2 separate regions of the Mus musculus genome follow, and region 2 is linked to region 1. The links are chromatin contacts, called in public HiChIP or PLAC-seq maps. All regions are on one chromosome and are shown on one strand. Each heading gives the region's core, a stretch centred on a gene start, on an enhancer-like site or on the middle of the called end of the contact. The rest is flanking DNA. Distances are from core to core; before and after follow the strand shown. Region 1 overlaps Fam163a (family with sequence similarity 163, member A). Region 2 holds the start of Soat1 (sterol O-acyltransferase 1).

Region 1 (7,052 bases), core at 1,275-3,774:
GACCCCTAGTGGTCAGTTAGTGTAATACCTGTCAGCCTGTGATGTGTTACTGGGAACCAATTTCCCAATTTTTATTAAGCACATAATACCCGCTGTGTATCATGGCACGGTGTATAGTGTTTGGAGCAGCAAGTGTGGGAAACAATGTAAGACAGGTTACAACTATTGGGGTAACCTACCCCCACACATATTGTATCAACCGGCTATGAAAGTGTGTCCCAGCCGGGCGGTGGTGGTGTACGCCTTTAATCCCAGCATTTGAGAGGCAGAGGCAGGTGGATTTCTGAGTTCGAGGCCAGCCTGGTCTACATAGTGAGTTCCAGGACAGCCAGGGCTACACAGAGAAACCCTGTCTCGAAGAAAACAAAACAAAAAAAAAGTGTAGAGCAGAGACTGAAGGAAAGGACATCTAGAGACTGACACACCTGGGAATTCATCCCATATACAATCACCAAACTCCGACATTATTGTGGATGTCAAAAAATGCTTGCTGATAGGAGCCTGATATAGCTGTCTCCTGAGAGGCCCTGCCAGATACAGAGGCAGATGCTCGCAGCCAAACATTGGACTGAGCATGGGGTCCCCAATGGAGAAGGTAGAGAAAGGACTGAAGGAACTAAAGGGGTTTGCAACCCTATAGGAGGAACAACAATATCAACCAACCAGACTGCACCCCCCCCCCGATTAAGCCACCAACCAAGGAGTACACATGGTTCCAGCTGCATATGTAAGCAGAGGATGGCCTTGTCAGGCATCAATAGGAGGAGAGGTCCTTGGTCCTATGAAGGTTCGATAGATGCTCCAGTATATGGGGAATCAAGGGCAGGGAGGTGGGAGTGGGTGGGTTGGTGGGTGGAGGAACACTCTCATAGAAGCAGGGGGAGGGGGAATGGGATAGGAGGTATCCTAGAGGGGGGAACCAAGAAAGGGGGTACCATTTAAAATGTAAATAAAAAAATAACCAATTTTTAAAAAGGAAAAGAAAAGAAAGTGTGTCCCAGCATTCTCAATTGTTAATCACTGTGCCAAGTGGATTCTCTGATATTATCATATTAAAAAGTTGTCACGGGGCGGGGGGGGGGTGTCACAGAAGGTCACATTGCCCTTAATCTTGCCAAGAGGCAACGCTGAGGTTTGGACTGGGCTTAGCCCTGCTCACAATGAGTAGACTGTAGAGCCTCTCCTACACTAATAGATTTTTTTTTCTAGGAGAAAGGAATGTGGCTTTTGATAAAGAGCTTGCTTGCCATAGGAGCTGGGGCAGAGGGACTGAAGCAGAGCAGGGGTTGGTCAGGGAGACCTGGTGGGGTCAGGGAGACCTGGTCAAGGTGGGCCTGGTGGGTCAGGGAGGCCTGGTCAGGGTGGGCCTGGTGGGTCAGGGAGGCCTGGTCAGGGTGGGCCTGGTGGGTCAGGGAGGCCTGGTCAGGGTGGGCCTGGTGGGTCAGGGAGGCCTGGTGGAGAGACATGTGTGGCTGAGGGACTGCCCTAGCAAACAGGCTAACATAACAGCCTCATACCATAGAGATGTCTCCATGTCTTTATTATTGAATCTCAGGCAGAACCCCCCCAAAGCCCCCGCAATATACACAACTTAGTAGAAGGCTTAAGGTATTTTTGCATCAAAAGAAAAATGGCTCCACAATTATGAGCCCTTGCTGGGTTTTTTTGTTTTGTTTTGTTTTTTTTATCCCCAAGAAGATCCTGATTCAATTCCCAGCATCCACATGGGTAGCTCACAGCCATGTGTAACTCCAATTCCAGGGGATCTAAAACCCTATCTGGCTTCCTCAGGTACCAGGTACACACATGTGGTGCACATGCATGCACACAGGCAAAACACTCATATGTTATATATATATATATATTCACTAGTACCCACTAGAATAAGACTTGAGAAATAGAATATGGAAAGGGGAAAGATATTGCGGTAGAATCCAGAATTGAGGCAAGGACTTGGGAATGGGGCAGCCAAGGAAGGTTGCTTGGTGCTTTGAAGGATGTGTGAGATCTGAACAAGTAGAGAAAGATGATCATATGCCACCAAAGCCCCTCAGGACTTCCCATCACCTCCAAAGGAATCGAGTCTCAGCTCCTCTTCTGTCCTGAAGCCCTGTAACTCGAAGTCTTCGGGACTTTTCTTCTACCCTCTTTGTACCAGAGTAACTGCAGGGAATTTCTATGCCTCTTAGCCCAGTCTGGTTCCCAAATAACTGACACAAAGGTCTATTAAGTTTATTAACAAGCTGCAAACCTAGGCTTGCAGGTTCTGAGCTATCCCAACTCTAAGGCTACTTCCCAGCCAGAGGACCTTCAATTTGTATCGCCCTGGCTCGCTCTGGTCCACGTCCTACTCTGTCACGGCTATCTCCTGGCAAATCCTCCTGATCTCTCCCCATGGTCTCTCTATCTTTTTTCCTGTGGTCCTTCGCATCCTTCTCTCTCCCTGGGACCCCTAGGGGGCTGGGATCCGAAGTCCAACCTTCCCATTTCCTCTGCAATTGTCTGAGAAGCTCTTTATTGACCCAAGGATGGCGGAGAAGAATGTTTACAAAACACCGAGACAAAACCAAAGTCGGCCTCTACCCATCTCTCGGTGTTGATTTCTCACCAACATTTGAATAATACAAGGATAGTCTTTACCCACTGCACAAGAACATCACTCCAACAAAACCCTGTTTACTTCATGCCTACTCCTAGTGAGTCCCAGCCTTCCCAGACTTTTTTAGTTCTCAGGGCCTTGTTCACCAGCCATTTCCCCTCCCCCTTCCTTTTCCTCCCCAATCCACCCCACCCCACCCCCGTGTTTTTCAACCCCTGGACTGCTTCGTTTCTATCAGCACCACCTTCTCTCAGCTTACAGGATTTATCTCGGACTTGTAAGATCAGTAATCAGCAAACACACACACACACACACACACACACACACACACACACACATACACAAGAGCCAGGACTGCTACAGGGAGCAGGAGCTTCAGCTGAAGGAACAATGGGGGCTGAGTAGAAGGTAAATGAAGGTGAACCTGCAGGAAAGTTGGGGAGGGCAGAGCCTTTGACGCTGGTGGTGATGGGAAGTCCTGAGGGGCTCTGGTGGTATGTGATCATGTTTCTCCATGTATTCAGATCTTACACATCCTTCAAGGCACCAAGCAGCCTTACTTGGCTGCCCCATTCCTGAGCTCTCGTCCCAATTCTGGATCCGACCGACCGCAGTGCCCTCCCGACCGCAGTGCCTTCCCATGTATTCCACTCTTCAAGTCTTATTTTGGTAGAAGCTAGTCAACTTAAAACTATGTATCTATTTTCAGGCAGTGCTAGAAAGATGCTGGAGTCACAGGCAGGCACAGGAGGGGCTGAAGAAAGGCCGAACCACAGTGGAAAGCACAGGTCTCACACACAAACCCAGGAAGGCTCGTTAGGAAGCCAGTACACCAGTTCAGCCTGAACTGGCACAGGGGACAGAAGACCAAAGACGACCAAAAGTCTCTGAGATAGTTCAGCCAGAACAGCGTGGCACCTCTGATCAGACTCATGTGCAAATAAATCTCCTGAGACTTTTTTTTTTTTAAAGATTTACTTATTTATTATATGTAAGTACACTGTAGCTGTCCTCAGACATTCCAGAAGAGGGCATCAGATTTCGTTACGGATGGTTGTGAGCCACCATGTGGTTGCTGGGATTTGAACTCCGGACCTTCGGAAGAGCAGTCGGCGCTCTTAACCACTGAGCCATCTCACCAGCCCCAAGACTTTTTTTAAAATGCAAATTCCCACTCCTTAGGCTCTGTGGTGAACAGGAGACACCTTGTTGCAAGCGCAGGCCCACACTGCTGGTTCACAGCCAGGTTAGTAGCAGCGAGGCTGCTTGGTACTTCTAAATGCAGTAGAAGCTGTAAAAGCAATGATAGAGTCTAGCTAGCCTGTATAAAAGACACACAACTCAGGTATTTTCTTTATAAACTCTAAGCCTAGATCAGGCAGATTTTGGAGCTGTTCTAACTTATATCCCAGCCACATGTCCCTTGATATTTGCTGTTTCTCCTGGCCACGTGCTCATGGTCCATCTCCTCATGGCTCCTTCCTCTCCTCTCCATCGCCTCTCTTCTTCATCTTTCCTCTTTGGCCTACATCTGCCTACACCTATCTACTGCCCAATCACAGGCTTTAGCTTTTTACTGACCAATTAACTTGGGGAGGACAGTTACATAGCATCACGTGGTGTACGCGATGATCTCCTCATGGGGTGAGCAACCAGATTTAGTGGGGGGGGGGCAGTGTTTAGTATTTGAATACATAGCTGCACCAGACCAACCCCAACAAGAAGCAGGCTTTCTAAGAGCACCTGGTGGGCAAATGGCACCTTTGAGTGAAGGAATGGGTACCCCTTCATCCAGGTGACCACACAGGATTCAGGGCTTGGTAAGTAGGGTGCAGCTGAGGCCTAGCTGCAGTGGAATCATGACAGATAGGGACAACTTAGAGCAAAATAGTGCCTTTTTCCTGTGGGTATTGAGTTTGAGATAACAGTGGATATCCAAGTGCTGTCGGGAGTAACATTCTCTTCCCAATATCTCTGTCCCTTTTGCTGTCTTACAGGTCATCGCTCCCTTCACTGAATGTAAGTCCTTGAAATCCTCCCTCCATCCTCAAGCCATGAAGCCACCACTGTCCAGCAGGGGTGTGGGTGGGGTCCCCATAGGCCTGGAAGCTCAGAAACCAGTTCTCACTGGCCTGCCAAAGGCCACAATGGCCTGACCCACAGCCTGCCTCTGTCCTGCTCATTTGATTCCAAGAACCAAGACCAGTTTTCCTAGCCTGGTCATGGCCTTCTTGGATCCAGAATGTTGCCTGCCAGCTCTCTCTGGGCTCATGTCCCCAACGTTTCAGAAGCCAATGATATTTGTCCCCAAGAGAGAAGTGATACAGAGCTTGGCTTGTAGGGGGAGCCAGGCTAGGTGCAATTCCAGGCAAATAGGTCAAAGCCTCAGGGCAGTGCCCCATATGCAGAACATGGATAGTGAGTAGCTGTCTCAAAAGGTTAATGTGACGATTCCTGAGGCATTGTGGGAAATGGGGAATACTTAGCATAACTCCCCACAGACAACGCCCTTCTGGTATTTCTTCTTCTAGCTACGAGAGCAGGAAGTCATGAAGGAGGTGAAGACTGAGGAGGAATAATAGGGTTTGTTTTGCAAGCATAAGGACCTGGGTTCAGTCTCCAAAGAGGACCCGAGTCTGCTCCCTAGACCTCACATTTAAAAAGAGTCAGATGTGATGACGGGCATTTGTAATACTAGGATGAGAGTCTGAAATAGGCAAATCCTGGGGCTCCTTGACCATCTAACCTAGCCTCCTTGGCAAGTTCTGGGCTAGTAAGAGGTTTTGTCTGAGAGAGAGAGAGAGAGAGAGAGAGAGAGAGAGAGAGAGAGAGAGAGGAAAGAAGACGGGGGGGGGGTGCATGTCTTTAATCCCAGCATTTGGGAGGCAGAGGAAAGTGAGTTCAAGGCTTGCCTGGTCTACAGACCCAATTCCAGGACAGCTAGAGTAACTTGGAGAAACCCTGTTTCAAAACAAAACAAAATAATAATGATGATGATAGGAACAACACCCACGGTTGTCCTTTGGTCTTCACATCTACCCCATATACACACAGGCACGCATATATACATAACAACAACAACAACAACAATAGTAACAATAGTAACGGAGGAGGCAAAGAGAGAAACCAGGTGACACAAGGAGAAATGGAGCAGTCAGCACTCTCTGTCTTTTCCCTCCTGCAGCGGAGGCCCCCATCCCACTCTGGGTTAAGCATAGCAAGTCCTCTCTGCCCTTCAGGAAACCAATGCGGGCCTGGGTCCACTCAGCTCCTGTCCTCCTGTCTACTGCTGTGCAGAGAATGTGGACCAACTACTCCTCACTTACCGGCATACATCTTTGCAGAGTTTGATGGGGCGCCGGGCGGATGACAGCGGGAACGGTTGTGATCACTGGCGGAATCCTAGCTACAGTGATCCTCCTCTGTATCATTGCTGTCCTGTGCTACTGTAGGCTCCAGGTCAGTACCGTGGGCCTGTGGTCAGAGGCTGGGGGGTTGGGGGGGACACACAGGCAAGCCACTTCTCCTCGATGGGGGCAGAAACTGGAGGCCCACTTTGGAGGCAATAATGCCCAAAGCCATAGAATATGGATATAAGTGAAGGAGGCTGAAAATTGAGCGTGTTCAGAAGGAAACTGTTCATCACCCCCCAGCACAGAGACAGACAGACAGACAGACACGTTTTCTGCACCCCACAGAGGCACCCCAGAATGTCTCCCTTTCACCTCTGAGATGGTGGCCTTGGTAGGAAAGTCACCGCCCTGGGAGACTGAGAACTGCTGAAGCAGCCTCCAACCCTGGCTTTGCGTTCCCTGGCCATGTGTCTCCCTTTCTGCTCCCCCCCCGCCCCCCCCCCCGCCCACCAGGACACACTGAGCAAAAGGGAGAAGCGCTGGCCTGGTGAAGCTGGGAGTCCATGCTTGTGAGATGAGGGTCTCTAGTTCTAAAGCATATTTCCCTTCCCCAACAAAGTGGCCGGCATGAGGTCCCTGGTAAAAGACGGAGGAGGTTTTGTTCCTGTGTACACTCACTAGTGATGGGGGTGGGGGGGAGCTAGACCTCCTCTTAAGCATCCCTTTTCCTCCCCACCCCACCCCCAGTATTACTGCTGCAAGAAGGGCACAGATGGCGAGGATGCTGAGGAGGAAGAGGAAGAGGAGGAACACGGCCTTTCCATCCATCCCCGAGTCCCCGCCTGCAATGCCTGCAGCTCCCACGTCCTGGACGGCAGAGGCGGCCTGGCACCTCTCACCAGCGAGTCCTGCAGCCAGCCGTGTGGGGTGGCCAGCCACTGTACCACTTGCTCCCCTTACCGCACCCCCTTTTACATACGGACAGCTGACATGGTGCCCAACGGGGGTGGAGGCGAGAGGCTCTCCTTCGCCCCTACACACTACAAAGAGGGGGGAACCCCATCCCTCAAGTTGGCAGCACCACAGAATTACCCGGTGAC
Region 2 (7,052 bases), core at 1,702-4,201, 390 kb before region 1:
AAAATTCTTCCTTCCTTTCCCCCGACAGCCATTCTACTAATTAGAAAGTCAGGTTCAGCATGCTTCTTCTCCATTCGGTCTCCTCTCTAGCCCAGTCTTTCATTCTCACCACATCCAGAAGAGCAGCAACGGAGACAGTGGTTGCTAATGGAAAGCTTTGAAAACATGGACTTATTAAATACAATGACCCCGCATTAGGTAGGCACTGCCTCAAACATATTTTTTTTTCCCTGTAACATTTGTCCCACAATTTTCAAGTGGCTTGGTTAGCTCTCTTCCCGAGAGACAGTCTCAATCAACTGTCTCCAGGTTCTGTAAATGTCTTGGTTTATTGTTGTTTGTTTGTTTTGGAATATGATGAAGAGAGTCCCATCTACCTATGCCTTGGTCTCAGGATTAGGTGATGTGAGATTTTTATGGGCCAGTTTGGAAGGCACTTGGATTCTAGCCAGAGGCCCTGGAGTTTCTCTCCTCACCTTTATACTAGATGATATCGACACCCACCTGTTGCTCAAAGAAGTGACCTGTAGTTACCTCGAGTTCACGTTTCTTCACTTCTGCGCCTCAGGGAAATACCCTCAACTCTCTTACCTTTGATTTCTACAGCAAGCACCCTAATCCAGGGCCCGACTATGACCTACCCCGCACGCTTAGCCAAGAACATCTCTGTTATCTTGTTTCTTGTTGTTCCACTTCTGCTGTTCTGTGGAGATCCTTCTCTATATTCTATATAAAATAGGTAAAAAAAAAAAAAAAAAGAAAAGAAAAAAAATAGATGAAAACAAACAAGAAAACACATACACAAAAACAACAAAGCCCAGGTTGGCTGTGGTGTTTCTCCACCCCCACCCCCACTCCCTTCAATACCAGCTGAGGCAGGTGGATGAATGAGTTAGAGGGCTTCACAGTGAGGCCTTGGTTTAATTCCCTTCCTCCCCCAGGAACCCTTTATCTTCTTCCCTTTGAACTTATGAAAAAGAATCCAAACAGCAGGATTGGGCTCCTGCTCAAGGCTCCAACCTCTGTGTGCTCTACCCTCCCCCCAAGTGTGCTCCAGCCTCCTGCGCCTCAGAGCAGCCAGAGCCCTTCAGGACCAGGCTCATCCCACTCACTGTTCTTCCTGCCTGTGGCTGGGATTGCTAATTCTTCCTTATTTGGGTCTTAGTTCAGACTACCTCAGAAAAATCAGCCTTTCCTCTGTCTTTACAAAACGTAAGTGGTTAATCATATGCAATTCATGTCATCCAACTCTCTGTGTTCTTTTATGACAACCTGGGAAACCTTTAAAATTAATCATGGCATTCTTTCGCATCTTTTCCTGACCACTCTCTATTTTTTTCCTAACACTTATCACTACTTGCAATTGTCTTATTTTTCTCCCGGTGGCTGCTTCTGTTTTAATTCATGGTTGTGCCTTGACTCGTGCCTTGAAGTAACGGGACATTCAAGTCATTTAAAAAGTGTCCTTGGGACTAAATAATCAAAAGATGATTTGGATTGATTTAGGACATAGATAAAGCAGTTTAGGCCTTGGACTTCTCAAAAGCAAAGATATGAGTGAATTTAGGGTAAAGGTGGGTGAAAGAGAAAGCTAAACGGACTGGAGAGACACTGTCGGCCTGCAAAATTGAACTTCTGTTCTTCCTACTTCATCTTCTTTCTATCTTCCTTCCTTCCTTCCTTCCTTCCTTTCTTTCTTTCTTTCTTTCTTTCTTTCTTTCTTTCTTTCTTTCTTTCTTTCTTTCTTTCTTTCTTTCTTCCTTTCTATCTACCCTACCTACCTACCTACCTACCTACCTACCTACCTATTTACCTACAGGGTCTCTTTGCAAAGCCCTGGCTGTCTTGGAACTCACTATGTGGACCAGGCTGGCTTCCAAATCACAGAGATCCACCTGCCTCTGCCTCCCAGCTGCTGGGATTAAATATGTGCATCACCAAGCTCAGGAGCTGTATACCAGCTCTGTATTTTTATTTTTAACTGACTAAATGGAACAGTGAATAGGCAAGTGTCTCTACCAAGAGTCCCAATAGAAGTGAATTTTTAGTCCCAAATGTTCTAACTGGTGGGATAGGAGGAGGTGGAAGCAAAGGCAGTTGAGTGCTTCCAAATGCTATCACCAAACTGTTGACAGAACCATTAAACACAGTTGTCCCAGAGAGGGCAAAAACTGGGCACACCTGTGCAGAGCCCAGCTGCTCTAAGGCGAGCAGTGTTGCCTGCTATGGGCTAACAGGGGAACTCCTTTTGTGAAAGATCTCCAGAGCAGGCAATTCATGCAAGCCTCAGGCATTGTTTAGGGTATTTGACTAGGAAAGGAATGGTCAGCTGGACAGATTAGGGACTGACTGAAAGATTAACGAAGCCAGTTTAGCTGACACTGTTTTGCAGGCCGACAGTATCTCTCCAGTCTGTTTAATTTTCTCTTTTACCCACCTTTACCCTAAATTCATTCACATCTTTGCTTTTGAGAAATCCAAGGCCTAATCTGCTTTCTTTACCTATGTCCTAAATCTATCTGTATCTTTTTTTTTTTTTTTTGATTATTTAGTTCCCAAGGATGCTTTTTAAATTACTTGATTGTCCCATAATTTCAAGTGACTCACTTCTGTCTTATCTAAGTTGTGTGTTGTTGAAGGACAGACTGAGTCAAGTAGAATTTAGACCACAAAGCAACTTATGACAGGTTTTTTTGCCACTGCTTCTGTCTTATTCCTTAACGGTCAGTATCAGACTCCGCCTTGTCCCATCTCGCAGGCTGCCTTTTCAAACTCTAAGGAAGTTGACTTGGCCTCCTCGTAGCCACACTGGAGGAGAGTTGGGGTGGAGCCAGAAAGCCAGGTAGCTAGAGAAGCCCAGTGGGTACCCTAGATATGGGAGGGGGCGTGGCAGTGGGCGTTGCCGGACGCCGCAGGACCACCAATGGCATCCCGGAGCTCGGGGCGATGCGCGTGACGCAGCCGCGGGCTGGGAGGTTGGGGCGGAGAACGGGGGTGGGGGCCTGCGCTTTATCTTCCTCCGTAGCCCGGCTGGCGGCGTAGCGGGCCGGCGAAGGGACATCCTAGTCTCCGACCGTCCTGCGGCCGCCCAGCCTACCGCCTAGACCGCCGCAGCTGCCCTCCGCTCGCAGGTAACCTCAAGCTTCCGCTCCCCTCCTCCTTTCCTGACCAGGTCCACCCTGAGCCCGAGAAGAAGGGGACTGCGGTGGCGGCGCCGCTCCGGCTCTGCGGGCCTGGCCTGGGCCGGACTGTCCCACCCGGACGCTGTCTGCTGCCTGGGGAGGGTCCCGCTGAGTTTGGAGGGGAGAGCGGGAAAGTTACCCGCAGCCATCCAATGCATCCGATGACTGGCAGCCTTTTCATTATTAGTGATGGTTTGATGTCCCCTCCGAATCATGTGGCGTCTCTCAAGCCAGTCAGTAGTGAAGAAAGTTGAGAATTAGAAGTCATTGCACTCTTTGAAAAGCGACATTAAAAAAAAAAAAAAACCGCTCAGGAAATCAGCTTTCTTTCTTTCTTTCTTTCTTTTTTTTTCTTATTTTCTTTTTTTTTTTTTTTTGATGTGGGCGGAGGAAATGTATATATATATGAAGGGAAAGATGGCACTACCAGGCACCAGACTCTATATGGGCCAGGGAAAAACCTGTTTCAAGCTCATATTCTGTTTTTAAGTAGCGGGGGGGTGGGGGGGGATTAAGTGTCTGTCTTTGATCTTAAGTGCTAATAGACACGTAACTTAAGCAATATATATATTCAGCGGTTTTTTGGGAGGAGACATTGTTGTAAGCTCCAGTCTCTGCATTTTATATAAAACTCCTTGGTCACTGTAATACTTAAGTAGTTGCCACTGTGTCTCCCCCGCCCCCCCAAACTTCTTGCCTTCTTCAAGAATGCAGAATCCAACTTGAATACTTCTTTTTCTTTTGTTTGCTTTCAACTGGGAAATATAAATGACTTGGTTTTTTGAAAAGCCAGCTCAGGCGGCACAGGAGTGGGGCTTGCGAAGAGCTCTGATGCTGTGAAGAGTAAGGAGAGGAAACGTGGAGAAGCACACGGCTTAGCTTGTCACGTGCTTGGAACTGGTCAGGGGTTTCACGTTCTTTCAGGACTCAGACCCAGCTCTAGGCGCCTGAGCTCCTGCTATCTTAAAGGCTGGGCGGGTTCTTCAGGCTCTAGCTCTCCTTCCTTGTGCCTGGAAAGCTGCTTCTTATCTCCTGGACCATTTTCCCCGGGGGCCTTATTCCCCTTCTTCCGCCGCCCCCTAAGCATTCCTCAAATCAAAGATCACTTCCCGGTGGGAGCCACTGGTCAGTCTGAGCCTGTTAGCATTCTGAAGTCTCCTTACCAGCAGGAATCATCTGTAGTAAATAGATGCTTTGTTTTATAGTGAATTTCACGAGGTTAGTCTATCTTTTCTGTGTCTTCTCAGTATCTTGCAGGAATAGAACTAAATAAGAGTGTGGGGGGGGTGTCAAAAAAGGAACTTTGAGAAAAAACATTAACTTTAGGCCTTAACATAGGAGTGAGTGCCTGTTTCCTATGGAAGTTTCATTTGTCAGACAGGACTCTTAGAATTGTGTCCGTCCCCCCCCCGCCGTGTTGGATAACTAGTTATATTTAGTCATTTGTAAGTAAAGTAAACTCAGATGTATATAAAATTTGCTCAAGTACTCATATTCTTTAGTCTTGTTAATTGACCCTGTTCTGTTAGCTTCTTGAAAAAGTTGTAGGGTTGCCAGGTGAGTTCAAGGACAGCCAGGCTATACAGAGAAGAAACCTTGTCTTGAAAAACCAAACCAACCAACCAACCAACCAACCAAAAAACCTACAAAAGCCTCTCCCACCCCCCCCCCAAACCAAACCAAAACACCCCCTAAAAATGTACACATTATGCTTTGGACTGTTAATTTCCTCCCCTCTCTCCCTCCCTCCCTTCCCCCTGTCCTTCCCTTCTTTCTGTGGGCAGGATCTCATGGAGCCCAGGCTGTTCTAACACTGGGTAGTTGAGAATGATCTTGAATTACTGCTTCTCCTGCCTCAACCCCGCAAATGCTAGGACTCTAGGTGTGTACCACGGATTCAGGGTTGGATTGTACACTCTATCCACAGTGGTTTTTCTTCTCTGCCAAACCTCAGGGTGGTGTAGCAGTTACTCACCTGCCTAGGTACCCAGTATTTATTTGTGATACGGCTTTATCGGTTCTTTTGAAGTCTTTGTTAACTGCCGGGAGGCTAAAGTCGACATTTCTTTGGGACACGATTCATTTGTTTCTCTAATTCTTTCTTTTTGCCCTCTGGAGTCAAGTTAAGATGCTTACCACAGAACATTACACAACTTCCCTGTACAGATTGGTTTCTTACATTCTTGTCTAATCAGTGTGGTATATTTTAATACTATTGTGTGTGTGTGTGTGTGATTGGAGCTCCCTGGGTAGGGATGGCACACATATGTCACTGTAGTGAGGGTGGAGGTCAGAGGACAACTTGGTGGAGTTGGTTTTCTCCCTCTACCTTTATGTGGCTTCCAGGAATTGGATTTGGGATGTCATGCTTGTGTGGCAAGCATTTCTACCCACTAGGCCGGCGGGCCAGCCCTCTGGTTAACTGTGTCACCTAAAAGGAGGATAGTTCCTCTATACAGATCCACATCTTAGCAAATGGAGTGGAAATGTGTGTGGTGGCTCAGGCCTATTATCCCAGTACTTTGAGGAAGACGTAGGTGGGTCTGAGTTCTATAAGCAGTAGAAACCTGGGCTACTACTACACAGGGCTACACAGTGAAACCTTAAACAAATGACAAAGAAACCCCCAAACAAACAGACAGAAAAATCAACAATAACTAAGTCGTTCAAATGTTAAGTGAGTTAGTGGCCCACCTCCTGGTGCCCAAAACTATGGATGGTCCTTATTTTCCTTTCCTTCTGGGCCTCTTGTGAGAACAATCCTATGATCTGTTTTCAGTTCCTCAACACATTTTGCAACCTACTCCAATACATTTGCTCTTCCTGAAACCCAACTGTGCACGCAGTTAGTCAATCACCCACTTTAGCATATCACCACATTGTGAAATAGCTGTCCCAAGCTCCACCTTCTTGTTTTTTTTAATAAGTCTTATTATAAAACAAACAAACAACAAACCCTTGCAAATAAATATAACTGCCACACACACCTCTGTTCTTTCCGTGTGTGTTCTTTACTTGATTTCTTCCATGGTACTGATCCTGGAGAATGCCCCTGAATCCTCTCATTTCCCCACTCCCCAGCATCCTGTGCTCCTCCTTCTCCTTTAATCTCTTTGCTTTTTTTCCTCTTTGCTGTTAAAGTTTTAAATGCCCCACAAGCCTGGGGAAAGCACTTCATCATTATACGACGATATGCTTGCATCTACTGCTTATCGAGTTAGCTAAGTGCTATGTAAATAGTAGCCTACCTGGGAAACTTCCTGAACTTGTGCCTTACCCTCAGTTGTCAGTGCAGTGGTGCATGGCAGATCCCTATCTGCGGTGGAGACCTGTGCGTGCGCTCAGCTGCCCTTTTATACCTTGGCTGGCCTACAGGCACACAATCCTGGCCTTATCTAATTTTCCTCCTCCCTGTAATTAGCATAATGTTATTCCTAGCCTTTCTGAGTTGGCGAACTCACTTGGGATCTGTGAACAACTGCCTTCTGTGTAGCCAGCCACACATCTCAAAGACTTCTTCAGTTAATCATTTGTAAACTTATCTGATCTCCCTTATCTCTTCCCTCTTCATTTATTTTTCCAATAAACACGTGTCATGTGAGTCTTCAGGCCTTATGGCTTTGTACGTGAGCTCATTGCTGGCACTGCTGATGATGCGTGGCTTTGACTCTGAGTTCTGAGTTGATCTTCCTCAAGATAAATATTAAGTCCTTCTTTGAGAACATTAAAAAAAAAACAAAAAACCTGGAGACTGAACTACGTGCCTCCCACATGCCAGACAGATGAACCTGCTATTGAAGTTCACTCTGAGCTCCCAGCCCTCCCTTTTAACAAGTGTAAATTCTAGTGTTGTTTGAGAGGGAGAAGGAA

Evidence for each region. HiChIP or PLAC-seq counts read pairs in DNA pulled down with a chosen protein or histone mark.
Region 2: a contact with region 1 is called in an H3K27ac HiChIP or PLAC-seq map of extraembryonic endoderm stem cells. The contact joins the promoter of Soat1 here to the enhancer-like site in region 1. A contact is called at or near these places in 13 of 39 promoter capture datasets (the 3T3-L1 cell line, 3T3-L1-derived adipocytes, the HPC-7 cell line and 6 more), 11 of 484 Hi-C or Micro-C datasets (the HL-1 cell line, embryonic stem cells and ventricular fibroblasts), 11 of 115 datasets of contacts at active chromatin or transcription factors (astrocytes, bone marrow-derived dendritic cells, bone marrow-derived macrophages and 6 more) and 2 of 9 other capture datasets (embryonic stem cells and liver).

The regions. Positions count from the first base shown.
Region 1 is chr1:156,078,958-156,086,009 of GRCm38.p6, reverse strand. It overlaps Fam163a (family with sequence similarity 163, member A), which reads left to right. Exons shown (of 5, transcript NM_177838.3): 3 at 4,597-4,618; 4 at 5,839-6,058; 5 at 6,700-7,052. The coding sequence starts at 5,966. Among named protein-coding and RNA genes, the nearest start is that of Tor1aip1, 46 kb to the right of the region's middle. Within about 2 kb of position 2,524, at least 13 of the 459 cell types and tissues checked have an H3K27ac peak or open chromatin away from gene starts, as enhancers often do. A contact at or near this core is called in extraembryonic endoderm stem cells, where this site is marked.
Region 2 is chr1:156,470,227-156,477,278 of GRCm38.p6, reverse strand. Soat1 (sterol O-acyltransferase 1) reads left to right here and starts at 2,951. Exons shown (of 16, transcript NM_009230.3): 1 at 2,951-3,131. It overlaps Gm39682 (a long non-coding RNA gene), which reads right to left and starts at 720. Exons shown (of 4, transcript XR_865657.1): 1 at 642-720.